Linked DNA regions of Gasterosteus aculeatus: region 1 is linked to region 2. Evidence: chromatin contacts called from public Hi-C data. All regions are on one chromosome and are shown on one strand. The core of a region is the stretch at or near the end of the contact, and the rest is flanking DNA. Distances in the headings are between cores, read along the strand shown.

What was found. Hi-C and Micro-C count contacts between places; a contact is called where the count stands out from the background.
Region 1: a Hi-C map of skeletal muscle shows a contact between it and region 2, with 2.4 times the contacts expected there. The contact joins the promoter of tprg1 here to the enhancer-like site in region 2. A contact is called at or near these places in 2 of 6 Hi-C or Micro-C datasets (both in skeletal muscle).

What each region holds. Positions count from the first base shown.
Region 1 is chr8:4,696,567-4,702,953 of fGasAcu3.hap1.1, reverse strand. It overlaps tprg1 (tumor protein p63 regulated 1), which reads right to left and starts at 3,311. Exons shown (of 6, transcript XM_078107639.1): 1 at 2,688-3,311; 2 at 1,948-2,509; 3 at 960-1,051. The coding sequence starts at 2,713.
Region 2 is chr8:4,618,407-4,624,288 of fGasAcu3.hap1.1, reverse strand. lpp (LIM domain containing preferred translocation partner in lipoma) reads right to left here. Exons shown (of 11, transcript XM_078107633.1): 4 at 1,672-1,772. Among protein-coding and RNA genes, the nearest start is that of lpp, 54 kb to the right of the region's middle. Within about 2 kb of position 3,543, at least 2 of the 9 cell types and tissues checked have open chromatin away from gene starts, as enhancers often do.

The sequences.
Region 1 (6,387 bases), core at 2,062-4,561, 79 kb before region 2:
CAAAGCTGCTTAATTACGTACTGTAAAAGCTTCACGATGTCCAAAACCGCCCATGGCAAAGATCAAACAATATGCATGCCAGCATTTCTAAGTTTTTACCAACAAACGAAACTGAACAAGGAGGAAAGAATAATATAATAATACACTTTAAAATATTTCACAAAAAGCTTGTACAATAAGTGAACCCGATTTCTGGCAAGTGCACTTTTAAATGTCTTGTATGTCATTTTGCTCCGTGTTGGAGATATTTAATTCGCTAACTCAGCATTGACATGTGAGATCATCAACATTAGTAATCGGCCGAATTATTACGGATGTCTTGGTCTAATCACGCTGAGCCAATATCAGCCTGTAGTGTAGTACATCGGGAGGCGGATCGAAGCTCAAGTTGGGGGAGGAAGGAACAGGCGGACGGAGCTGATGACCCACAACAACAATGAAGAGGTAAAAAACTGGACTTACCTCTCTCCTCTTCCCAAACAGGAAAGAGGAAACTATTACCCTGTGGGGTAGTCCGGAGCCACTGACCAAGAGCCGGAGGAACCTTTTTGTTTAGTTGGTATATATGTCTGAGACTCCTCTTATCCCTGAATATGGCCTTAACTTCCCCTGGGTTGCCACACCACCCTAAGCTGGCCATTCATTTGGACACAGCACGGTTACCGTGACTGCAGTAAGGGACTGAGTGGAGTCAATTAGGTGATTAGAGACGTGTGTATATCATCATTAGCGATCGTCCAGGCCTCCTCTTTGTGCATTTGCCCGATAGCCGCTGGGGCATTTTAACGAGAGGAAACAATCTGATCAGAGACTGTTTCTTAAAGTCTTAGCTAACATCTAAAATGTTATGTATACAACATTGGGAGCTGAAACAATTAGTTGACCTTGATCGTAATTAACATCTCCATATATTTTATTGTGTATGATTTTTTTACACAGTAAAAATGCCCGAAACTCACTCTGCCATCAGCCAAACACTGTGAACGCTGCCATCGACTTCCTCCTCCACCAGAGCTTTCACGTCTTTGATGCCCTGTTCCAGTGTGCCAGGCTGAGGAGACAGAAAGGCTGGGTGTCATTTTCTAGTTTTTCATTGTGACAACCACAATGTGTGACAGGAAGCTTAAGGGTGATCTTTGAGGCAGACGCACAGCTGGGACTGGTACTCCAACTAAATGTCAGCGTGTCTGTGTCAAACAAAATGACAATAAACAAAAAATATGAAGCCTCCGCACAACAAAATGACTGCAAATGAAGAAAGCTGTGCGTGCAGCTTCGACGTTAGAAGACACGAGAGAAAGCTTGTGCACAGAATACACTTCACATCCAAATTGATGCTTTCCCATGAAACTCAGACTGTCATTTCTATAGCATGGCATTCTAGCCTTCCACTTTTATTATTTCAGTGGCAAGTTGAAAAGATTAGGAGTTCATACTGAGGTCTTACAGCAATCTGAAAAAAGTGCTTTCCCGACCCGAGAGGACTACCTGTAGCAAGCCAACCCAGATTGGAACTTGTTCCAAAAAAAAATACTTGCACCATCCACCGAAAATATAATAAGTGTCCATAACAGCATTATGTTGTCGCACTTTTGCGCTAAATCGTATAAAAACCAGTACATCACCAGTTTCAAACTCACTACAGTGCCAAAGCTGTACAACTTGAAGTAAACAGTGAGCAGCAGGTCATGTAACAGGTTTTTCACCAGCTTCACATGCAGGCGGGTTGAATACTGTGTCTCATAAAAAGAATTCTTTAAGGAAATATCCTAAGCCGCAAAGTAGTTAAAGGACTTGCACACAAGAATGAGCCTTATTAAGTCCACTCTGGGACTGCATGTTATGTTGTAACTATAAACAAACAATAAACACTAAATAAGTCAAATGCAACTATAGTAATAAGGACAGATGTCAAATGTAGTATAGCCTACTACCGCAAGTTTTTACCCTCAGCACGAAGAATCTTCTTATCTTAAAATGTTGCAGAGAGGGCTCCACGGAGGAGTCACCCCGCGGGGGGCGGGCGGCTCCGACCTCCGCTGCCCGCTCCTCCGGGCCCTCGGGCGGCTCCGTGTCCTCCGTGGGGGGAGGCGGCTCCGTGTGACCCAGGTCCTCCGTGGGGGGAGGCGGCTCCGTGTGACCCAGGTCCTCCGTGGGGGGAGGCTGCTGCGGGTCCTCCGTGGGGGGAGGCGGCTCCGTGTGACCCAGGTCCTCCGTGGGGGGAGGCGGCTCCGTGTGACCCAGGTCCTCCGTGGGGGGAGGCGGCTCCGTGTGACCCAGGTCCTCCGTGGGGGGAGGCTGCTGCGGGTCCTCCGTGGGGGGAGGCGGCTCCGTGTGACCCAGGTCCTCCGTGGGGGGAGGCGGCTCCGTGTGACCCAGGTCCTCCGTGGGGGGAGGCTGCTGCGGGTCCTCCGTGGGGGGAGGCGGCTCCGTGTGAGAGCCCAGCGGAGGCTGCTTCTCCTCTTCGCCGGGCTTCGTTCTCTCCTCTTCGGCTGCTGCCATGTCGGGGCTTCAACGACACGTGTGTCCACATTAGCAACACTTGTGTAACAGATATTTATACCAAGTTAAAAAGGTTAATGACGGCTGCGAGGCCTGTGTTTAAAGCTTTGCCTCCAACAGTCACGTTGGGGGCACAACTTCCCCGGTATCGAGAATCGCTGTCACACTCACCCTGTCACACTCACCCTGTCACACTCACCCTGACGTTCATGTCGCTGAAGTTAAATCCCCTTTGATTGAGTTAAAGCAGAGTTGAGGGACTTACTTGTCGCTGTGATGTCTGGTTGAAGGGTTCAGCGGGTCCGGACAGCGGCGCAGGTGAATTAACTTCCTTGTTCCGACCAACGTGCGTTGTTGGGCGCGTGCGCGACGCAGCGCGACACTCGGGCCGTTTTACTGCTTTCTGTCGACGGTGCGCGAGCTGCACCGGCACCAGTCTGCGAATCGGCTCGCTAACGTCTACGGCTGGTTCCGTACTGACTGGAGGGGGTTTGTGAATGAAGCGAGTGGAGGTGGAGGTTTGGTCCACGGACACAGCGCATTTCACTGCGTCTGTTCCTCCACCTGCCTGACCAGATCTACCTGTTAGGAGGCAACGTACCCACGACACACCCTGCTGTCAATAAGTTAATATGTCCTCGTTCGATTTCATAGTTTTTTTTTCATCAAAAAAGTAGGTAGTCAGAGATGTCCACGTCACCAGTCTGCTTGAGGGTTAAATGAGGTGTTTTATAAGTTACATTCCAGCCAACGGCTTATGATTACCTGCCTGAAGGGAGCTTCCTTCCATGAATACTGAATTAAATGACGAAAATAGCCATTATCCTTTTCATAAATAGAAAATATTTTGATCTTCTTACCAAATCAGACAGAAGTTAGCATCTGACTATAGTGTAAAAAGTCAACAAGCCAGCCAAACCCATAGCAACAGAGCTTTAACCGGATGCTCTTATTGTCCTAGTTATGTCACCGTGTGGGTTTCTTTCCTGTTTTATTTTGTAGTTTCCTGCCTCTCGTGGGCCTGGGTACTATAAAGTGCCTTTGGTGTCCCCATCAGAATCACAATCATCGTGAAAATGGAGCAGAAGGATGAATTGAGGTCATATTATATATGGCCAAACATCTACACACATATCAGTACAATGATAAGTTGCCTTGAATATGTTTCCTTCATTTAATATAATAGTTTTCCCACACACTGCTCTGCTAAGTGTCCGTAATAAAGTGGTTATTTGATACAAAATATGGCTTTATTGTCCACAACATGTTAGTGTTTTTGATAAGGAACATTCAATTTTCATAATTATTGCATGTGTGCCTGAGATTGCAGGTCCACCTACCATGATTACTACCATGGTTATGTCTTCTTCAATATGACTATTTACACTCAAATTTCATAATATTCATCATATGTGTGTGGTTGGATCTCGTCAAGCTTAACGTGCCCACACTGTCATAGAGAAATATCATTTTATAGTTCTCAATGAAATTCACAATCCAACTGGACAGGAACATAATGAAACCATCGTGTTGGTTATGTTTTTTTTTTAAGTCTGCTGTCATGTTATTCCTTCTTTCAGTCCAGAGCATGTTTGCTTTTGAGATGATTGAATAAGAAGTTTTACTCTGCTCTAACAAGAAGCTGGACTTTTTGTGAAAGAAAGAAATCTCCATGAAACCTTTTGATCCCCTTCCTTTACTCAATACAGTGATAACACCAAACTGAAGACCGCAGCATAATTGAATCACAGACCTGGTGGCAGTTTTAGTATCTCAGCATGGCTGCGTCAGATCAGTGGATTTCTGCTTCCTGCTCTGCGTAAACCGTTGAACTTGGAAACCCTTTTGACCCATGATGCATCACATCATTTGGAGGAGCAAGGATACAAATGCTCCATGTTCTTGTATCTAGGCCAAGGAAATCAACACTACATAGCTGGAAATGCTCACTGCTGCCTTGGGTTCATACTTCAGTGTCTCCATGCAGTTTTTTTTAGTGTTGTCACATACATGTTTATCACCAATGGAATTTACTATGAATTAATAATAGGTTAAATAATAGATGTCACATTTTCTGTGGATGTTTTCATTGAAATGGGACAGCATGATTGCATTGTGAGCATGTGCTGTCCTTTGTAGACGCCAGTAACTTATCATATTCATATGTTTAAGTGCATCTTAGACAGTCTTATTTGTTTTTATAGTTGTACTGTGCAACGTTATATATCATGTGATGCACTGTACGGCTTTGTACACAAGCCCCCAAACACCCTATTGATCCTGAACTATAATTTTCAGCTGCTATATTGTTTTTCAAATACAGAAAGAGGCAAGTTACTGCATTTATATAAAAAATAATGTAACTCTTAAAGACCAAACGTGCAGAAGACACATGGCAACATTTCTAAATATAACAATATGTTTCATACATATATTTCATATCAGCCTCGTATCACGCGTGTAGAAAACCTCATGGTACCGTGAAACAACGCATGTGCGGGTGACCCGGCATGATTTATTTTCAATGGCAGGCGATCTACCAGCACTGCCTTCGCGATCAACCTGTTGTTTTAAAATGTGTTCTTCTTCCTATCTGAGTACATATTTGTATATCACCTTTTAAATGAGAATCATTTAAGAAAGAAAGAGAAGAAATCATTTTAACATGTAAATTATATTTCTTCATGTTGAGCCTGTCGTACACTTGTGGAAAGCAAAGACGAGTTGGTTGAATCTGGGCTGGAGCATCAACTGTGAGATGACATCCATTGACTTGACAACTCAAAACATACACACAAACATGTCCGGGGCTTTAAACCAATGTGCCTGCTGGATGGAAGTGATTCAAGTGTGTCCCAGCACGTATGTGTTTGTTTATCCACGTCGCAGCAAGGCCTGATCGACCGCACACGGGATCAGCAGCTGTTGCCTAGACCTCTGCGACCCCATAGGTTCCACGGTCACGATGGGTGTGCGCGCAGCGGCCTGCTGAGGCGTAGCAACACCGGCAGCCTCTTTTTGCCTGCTTAGCCTGTGAGTAATGCTGGGACCAGAGCGCGGGGGGGGGGGGGGGGGGGGGGCGGGCGATGGGCTTCGTTAACTCTGCTCAAGCCTAATGAGCTGGAAAACTCCTAACCTTCAGTGATTTAGTTCAGCAAAAGCCCCAATTGTCTGTGATGGCAAATGGCTTGAGTCTAGGTTTCGGTCTTCTTTCATTTGTTTTCACAACAGAAAAATACGCTAAAAATAAAAAAAAGGAATCGTCAGAGCAGCCGTATGAGTCACGCTGTTTGGATATTATTGCAAAGCAACAGGAAGGTAATATATCACGCTAGTAAAGCAACATTAAGGAAAGTTTCCCATAAATATATATTTAGATTTATCTTTTTACATTACATACAATTTTGCAATTCTCATGGTTAACTTTTGCATCGCATTTGAACACTTCATTCTGTCAGACAGCAACGTGCATCTCGGGACCAGTGCGTGTTGTCTTGTGAGGACAACGATGTGGCTGCACACACCGACCGTGAGCTGAGCGCAGTGTTTGCCGCCCGGAGGCTCCTCGTCCAGATGAGTGCAGACAACGGTTTGTCAGACCCGGACCTGACCGGTCAGCTTCGGGTTCACAGGGACGTTTCAGGGGAGCCTGAAAGTGATAGTACACACGTACAGTAAATCAGCGTGGCGTTGATTTCTCAAAGATAAAAGAGTCTCGGCCCTGACCCTCTACGTCCAGGTTGGAGACACAGTCTCACATGAATGTTTGGTTCACATTTGGGGTTAAGCGCTGAATATATTAAACACACATAAGAAAAAATAAATAATAAATAAAAAGTGTGGGTTTTTCTAATTAAAGGAAAAGTCTGACATTTTGCAAAATGC
Region 2 (5,882 bases), core at 2,294-4,793:
GGCAGGGCTTGCTTCCATTTGGAGCAGAGCTGCTGCTGCTTAAAAAACATCTAAGGCTACCATGGGGGGGTAAACAAAGCAAAACACTAATGGCTTGTCTCAAATCAACAAAAGAAGAAAAAGAGGAGGGGAAAAAAGTATTTAACGGGGAATAAGGGGAGGATGAAAGGAAGCGCTGCGGTCTCTGGCGTGTGGCGCTTCATAATGTAAACTAGCGGCTGGAGGGTTCGCCGTGGCCCCGTCCCGATCCACACCTCTGCCTGCCTCATACGCACGAGAAGTAGTTCTCCTTTCATCGGAGGACGCACCGTTTAAACATATTCGCTCATGTGTGAGATTTGTCTGCTGGGGCACAGAGACGAAGATACAAAGACATTTTGATTGATATCTACCCTCTTTTTTCCATGCAGTTAAAGACTTCTGCTCTGGCTACGGGGCACGCAATTAAGATACCAGTGGTGTATTAAGGAATCCCGTTGCATGGCCAGCCAATGTGACAGGAGAAGAAAAGTCAGAGATGAAAAGCGGTGAAGCACTTTGAAAACTAATTAGGCACTTCATTTCTTTTACGTCTGCTGCCGTGGTGCTGAGAAAGAGATGGCAGATATAGCAGTGGGGAAAGACACGAAAGCAAATCCTTCACATTAAAGATCATCAGGAGCATTTTGACTGTACCTGCACATCCAAGTAGACATGGGACAGTATCCCCTAGGAGACAACAAAACATGCATCTGATAGCTGCAAGTAGCCAGGTGAAAGAGGAAATACGAACAGTTGCTATTAAGGGACCATGAGACAGAGCTCTTTCAATGAATCACAGGCACGTGACCTATGCAGGTTCAATTCTGGGATTAGAATACAGATCAACTACATCAAACTTAGACACTTAACAATGTAACACTTGGACAGGACTTGAGAGAAGGTTGGTTCTGATTACCGTGAACACAGGATCTGTACTGTATATGACACATGTACACATGGAGGAAGATACCAACACAGGTGACGTAGGCAACAGGTGTGGTAGCAGAGGAGTGAGACCGGCAGGGACTATCAACACGCTCCTTTTTACTAAACATTATCTGTGGCTTCAGAAAATATGAAATGGCAAAAAGTATTGTTGGGAGTCCAATCTTTAATGTGTAGAATTTAGTTTACGCTTATTTCATTTGTAAATGTTGTTGTCTTTGGGCTGCTGGCAGAGCCATGAGGCGGAGTTTACATTGAGGCCATAACCCCACCCTAATCCCCAGGATGCACCTCTTCACCGTCTACAGTTTGTGTGGAGCACTTGAATTTGCACGGATTGCATAAATATCTAAATATGTCTTCACACGGGAAGCATTCGTTTGGCACAAGGCACTGGTCGGATCATAAACAGGGGGGCGGGGGGTCATGGAGGGGGGCGGGGGGCACTCGGAGGGGTTTCGCAGCAGGGGTCAAGTGCTCAGTGTGTCGGTTAGACAGCAGGGGCCAGATGTCCCCCGGGAGGCTGCAAGCGCCTGTGGGTACTATAACCCGGCTCCACCGATAGGTGTCAGCCTTCTATGCTGCAGCAGAGGGGGACACACACACTTTTCCTCCCTCGTTGGACTGGCGGGTGATCTCAGTGCAGAGCTCCGACACCCCCAGTTCCTGACAACCAAGATCAAATTAGATGCAATGACCCCTCACCTGAAAATCGCAGGAGTTCAACGGTGGAGGAGACGGGAATGAACCAGGGGGCGGCGAGAAACCGGTTGGGTCTTCGGCAGGTGGCGGAGGTGGGGGGTAGTCTGCTGGGATGGACACACACACACACACACACACACACAAGAGGAACAAAAACAGCTTATTAAATACTTCCCCTTTTCCCCCCACATTTCAAACCGCCACGAGACGCCGCGCCAACAAACGGATACACGATAAACAAGTTATTGTTTATATTCTCATTCACCCGAATGGTGGATGCAGAAAACAGAGACATTTCACTTTTAGAAAAAAAAAATGAACGAACTGAATGTGTGCAGCACGTGCAATCATTTCCCCGGCCACTCAAGAAGTCGTACACATGAAGCTGAAGTGTGTGTGTGTGTGTGTGTGTGTGTGTGTGTGTGCGCACCATGTGGGGGCAACACACCGAGCAGCTTCTTGTAAACCTTGTCCCCTTTTGTACTTGCGGAACCTTCAACAAATAAAGAACACGGCTTTGAGTGGGTAAAGTTCCAAAGTGTCTCTTTCAGATGCACTCACATGAATGATGATGTTAATGATGAATTATCATTATTATTTCTTTGCACTGTTCACAACTCTCACAGCAATTTTTTAGGCTAACCAAAATAAACAGACTTACCAACAATTTATCTGCAACGAAAGGATCAAATGCATGAAAAAAAAACTACATGATGGAAAGAAAATTCTTCCAAAGTGTGAAATCCTACTTTTACAATGCTCATATTGTTGAATGGCATGTGAATTAGTCGGGGTTACTCCTTCCGTTAGAAATCAACAATTAAAATGAATATGTAACACACTCATTTTATACAAATATCAACTGGAGTCAGCTTAAATAATGCCGTCATATATGTCAGGATGTTACCGATCCGATTTTAGTAAATAAAACGATCTGTATTCATCCTAGAGTTTTATGAAATATTTAAAGCCCCATCTCTCAAATCCAGACATACAACATTGCGAGCAGCTTGGATTATTCATCATAACTTGTCTTGAACTATGAAACATTGGAAAGAGGGTATACCGTTATCCCAAAAGAGAGACAGGTGGCAAAAGAGACGGAGGGACGGAGCCTCGTCGCGGCCGCCGATTGACACACACAATTGCAGCAATTTGGTTAAGAAGTACTAATCTGTGCTTCTCGTCGCGCAGATTGGAAATGTAAATGCTGCGTTACAAACGGGGTTGGACGAGGTGTTTGTTCTGCCAGAGGAGGAGGAGACGAGCCAAATGTGTAGTTCTAAAGTCCACGCTAATCCAAGGATTGCATCCAACCACATGTTAGAGACGGGATAAGGAGTTACGTGCCAAATTAAATTCAGATTTGGCTTCTCTTTGGTGCAGGACTCACGACTGAATCATTTGACCGTGTACTTCTGAGTACCAAACCAGACATGAGCTTTGCAAATTAAAGGCTTTTATGAGACGTAATGGGAATTTGTTCCAATGCTCAGACTTTGATGAGTCCTGTTTAGAAATTCCATTTGCTTTCCACGGCTTTTATCTGTTTTCATTAGAATTTAATTGATGTCATCAATGTAGTTTATCCAAAGCAGCTGACCAAATTAATTAAGTGTGTGTGTTTTTTTTAAGTTGCCTTTACAAAAACAGCCCAAAAAATAAGAATAAGGAAAAAGGCAAGAAAAAAAGCAGGGAAAACAGGGCGATAATGCAGCATGGTTAAAATTGGATACGTGTCTGCGTCTTGAGCATTACAGCGCTTCACAAATTGTGAGCATTGCATTAAAACGCTCCCTCCGGCTGCTCCAGGGCCTCCGTGTGAATTGTTTATATAATAACCTTGTGGCCTCCGTTAAAACTCCAGAGTGCAACAGCTCCTCCGAACCCAGGGGAGAGGAAATAAAATATGCTGCTCGACAACAAGCCCCCCCCCACCCCCCCTACCACCTCGCCCTGGCACGGATCCGCTGTGCCAGAACATACGAGGCACTTGTAACTCACGGCTTACGCAGAATTAAAACATCAACTTTCATGTACGCGTCCTCCAGAACATCGGCGATGTTTTTGCCGCTCTCATTTCAGGAAACGCGAGGGTTGTAAATGCTGCAGAGGAGCATGTTTTATTGAGCGTGTCTTAAGAGTTCTGAATGTGGAACAGCGGAATGCAAGACTTGGAGGAGGAACGAGATGGGGCGCCGCTTTCAGTCCGCGGGTTGGTTCAGAGAATTGGCTTGCAAGTCTACTTCAGACCAGCGAAAAGAAAACATCCGTAATACACATTTAGCTCGTTCATTTACCACTTTGGAGATTTGGTTGTGTAGATTTCTCCGAAATTCAGCAAGGTTAGAATGCCCTAGTTGCATGTTCATGAATTTCATGGTGATATGGAACGTATTCATTTTCTTCTTTTGAATTGGACTTTTTTACAATACAAAACAAACTTTCCAGCTTCCTCCTTTATATATTCTGAAGTTTAGTGAAAGGTTCGGTTATTTATTACTTAAAGCTCGATTCATAGCACATTTTATTCAAAAAGAGTTCAGCATTATTTACAAATGATTATGGAGGGACACAAAGATATATCCCATTTCGCATTCATATAAAAATAAAATAAAGATGTGGCTTCATTCAATGTGTCCCTAGTAGTCAAAGTCCAAAGGTGGTTTGCAATTATCGATGCTTTGGCTTCACTTGAAAATTTAAAAAAGTTTCTGTGTTTAGGCCACTTACAAACAATCAAAAAAAAAGAATGACATAATGGTAATAGTAAATAAACTCTTATTTCACAATTGTTTCGATGTGGATCTATATTAAAGAAAAACAATAACCACAACCTTACAAAACGTTTTGTGGTTGTTTGAAAGAGGATGAAATGGGTAAAAAAAGAAAGAAATCGGAATACACTAGTTTCAATAACAAAGAAACACAAACTTGCAAACGCAAATTACTTTCATTAAGATGCCATCTGTGTTTTCTCCCCACTTCTCCTTTTAACCACAATCCTTTTCTAGCAAAAAGGGCCCTTTGTTCCCCTTGACTACAGTGAAACAGAGACAGAACTTTTTTTCATTTCAAACTTTCCAAAATGGTGAAGATCAGACGACCTTTATTCATACGTTAGGATGAAAATATAAAAAAACAGAAAGAAACACGACCGCGAGGACCCTCACCGGCCGCCCCCCAGTAAACACGGCCCCCTGCGGCCCCGGAGACGTCCCCCACTCAGTCTGCGTCAGAGAGTCCTCGTCCCTCTAATGGAGGCCTAATCAGCACGGGTTTGGGCTGTTGAGCACTTCCCGCTCTGTGCCGTGAATGAGGCTCGCTCCATTTGTGACCATCGGGAGCCGCAGCGCTAACGAGGGGCAGCGGCGGGAAGGCCGACTTAATGCCGCAACCTCCCCGCCGCCACCCGGCAAACGCTTCTAAGTGGCGCCGTGGAGGAGGAATCCTAATCGGCGATTAAAGTTATTTGAGAGGACGTGACAGTCATCAGGACCCGGAGCGTCACCAATATTAAACTTTGTCTTTCCAGTAAGTGGCATTCGTAAACACTTCAAGAGCAGCACGCATGACTGACTCGGGAGTGGGACAAAGACACAGAGTCGTATTTTGACTCTGTGTCTTTGTCCCACTCCTGAGTCAGTCATGCGTGCTGCTCTTGAAGTGTTTACGAATGGTTGAGCCAGGCGGTGAGAAACGAATGTACTCTGAGAAACTGCAAGTTCTCAGCAAGTGACTCTGCTTCAATTTGGAGAGGCTCTAAACACCTCACAAACTACAAGCCAAAAACCCCCCACTCCATGAATGACCTCCGCCTGGCAGCTCCACCAACCTCCTTGGACTGATCTCTGGTGGGGACGAGTCCGCCTACAGGTGGGAGTCTGACCATCTGGTGTCGTGGTGCAGTCAGAACAACCTGGAGCTCAACGCTCTAAAGACAGTGGGGATGGTTGTGGATTTGCGGCGGAACAGAGCCCCACCCTCCCCCATCACCCTGTGTGACTCCCCCGTCACTATTGTGGACTCCTTCCGTTTCCTGGGCTCCATCATCACCCAGGACCTCAAGTGGGAGCTGAACATCAGCTCCATCACCAAGAAGGCTCAGCAGAGGTTGTTCTTCCTGAGGCAGCTGAAGAAATTCAACCTGCCAAAGACGATGATGGTCCACTTCTACACGGCCATCATGGAGTCCATCCTCTGCTCCTCCATCA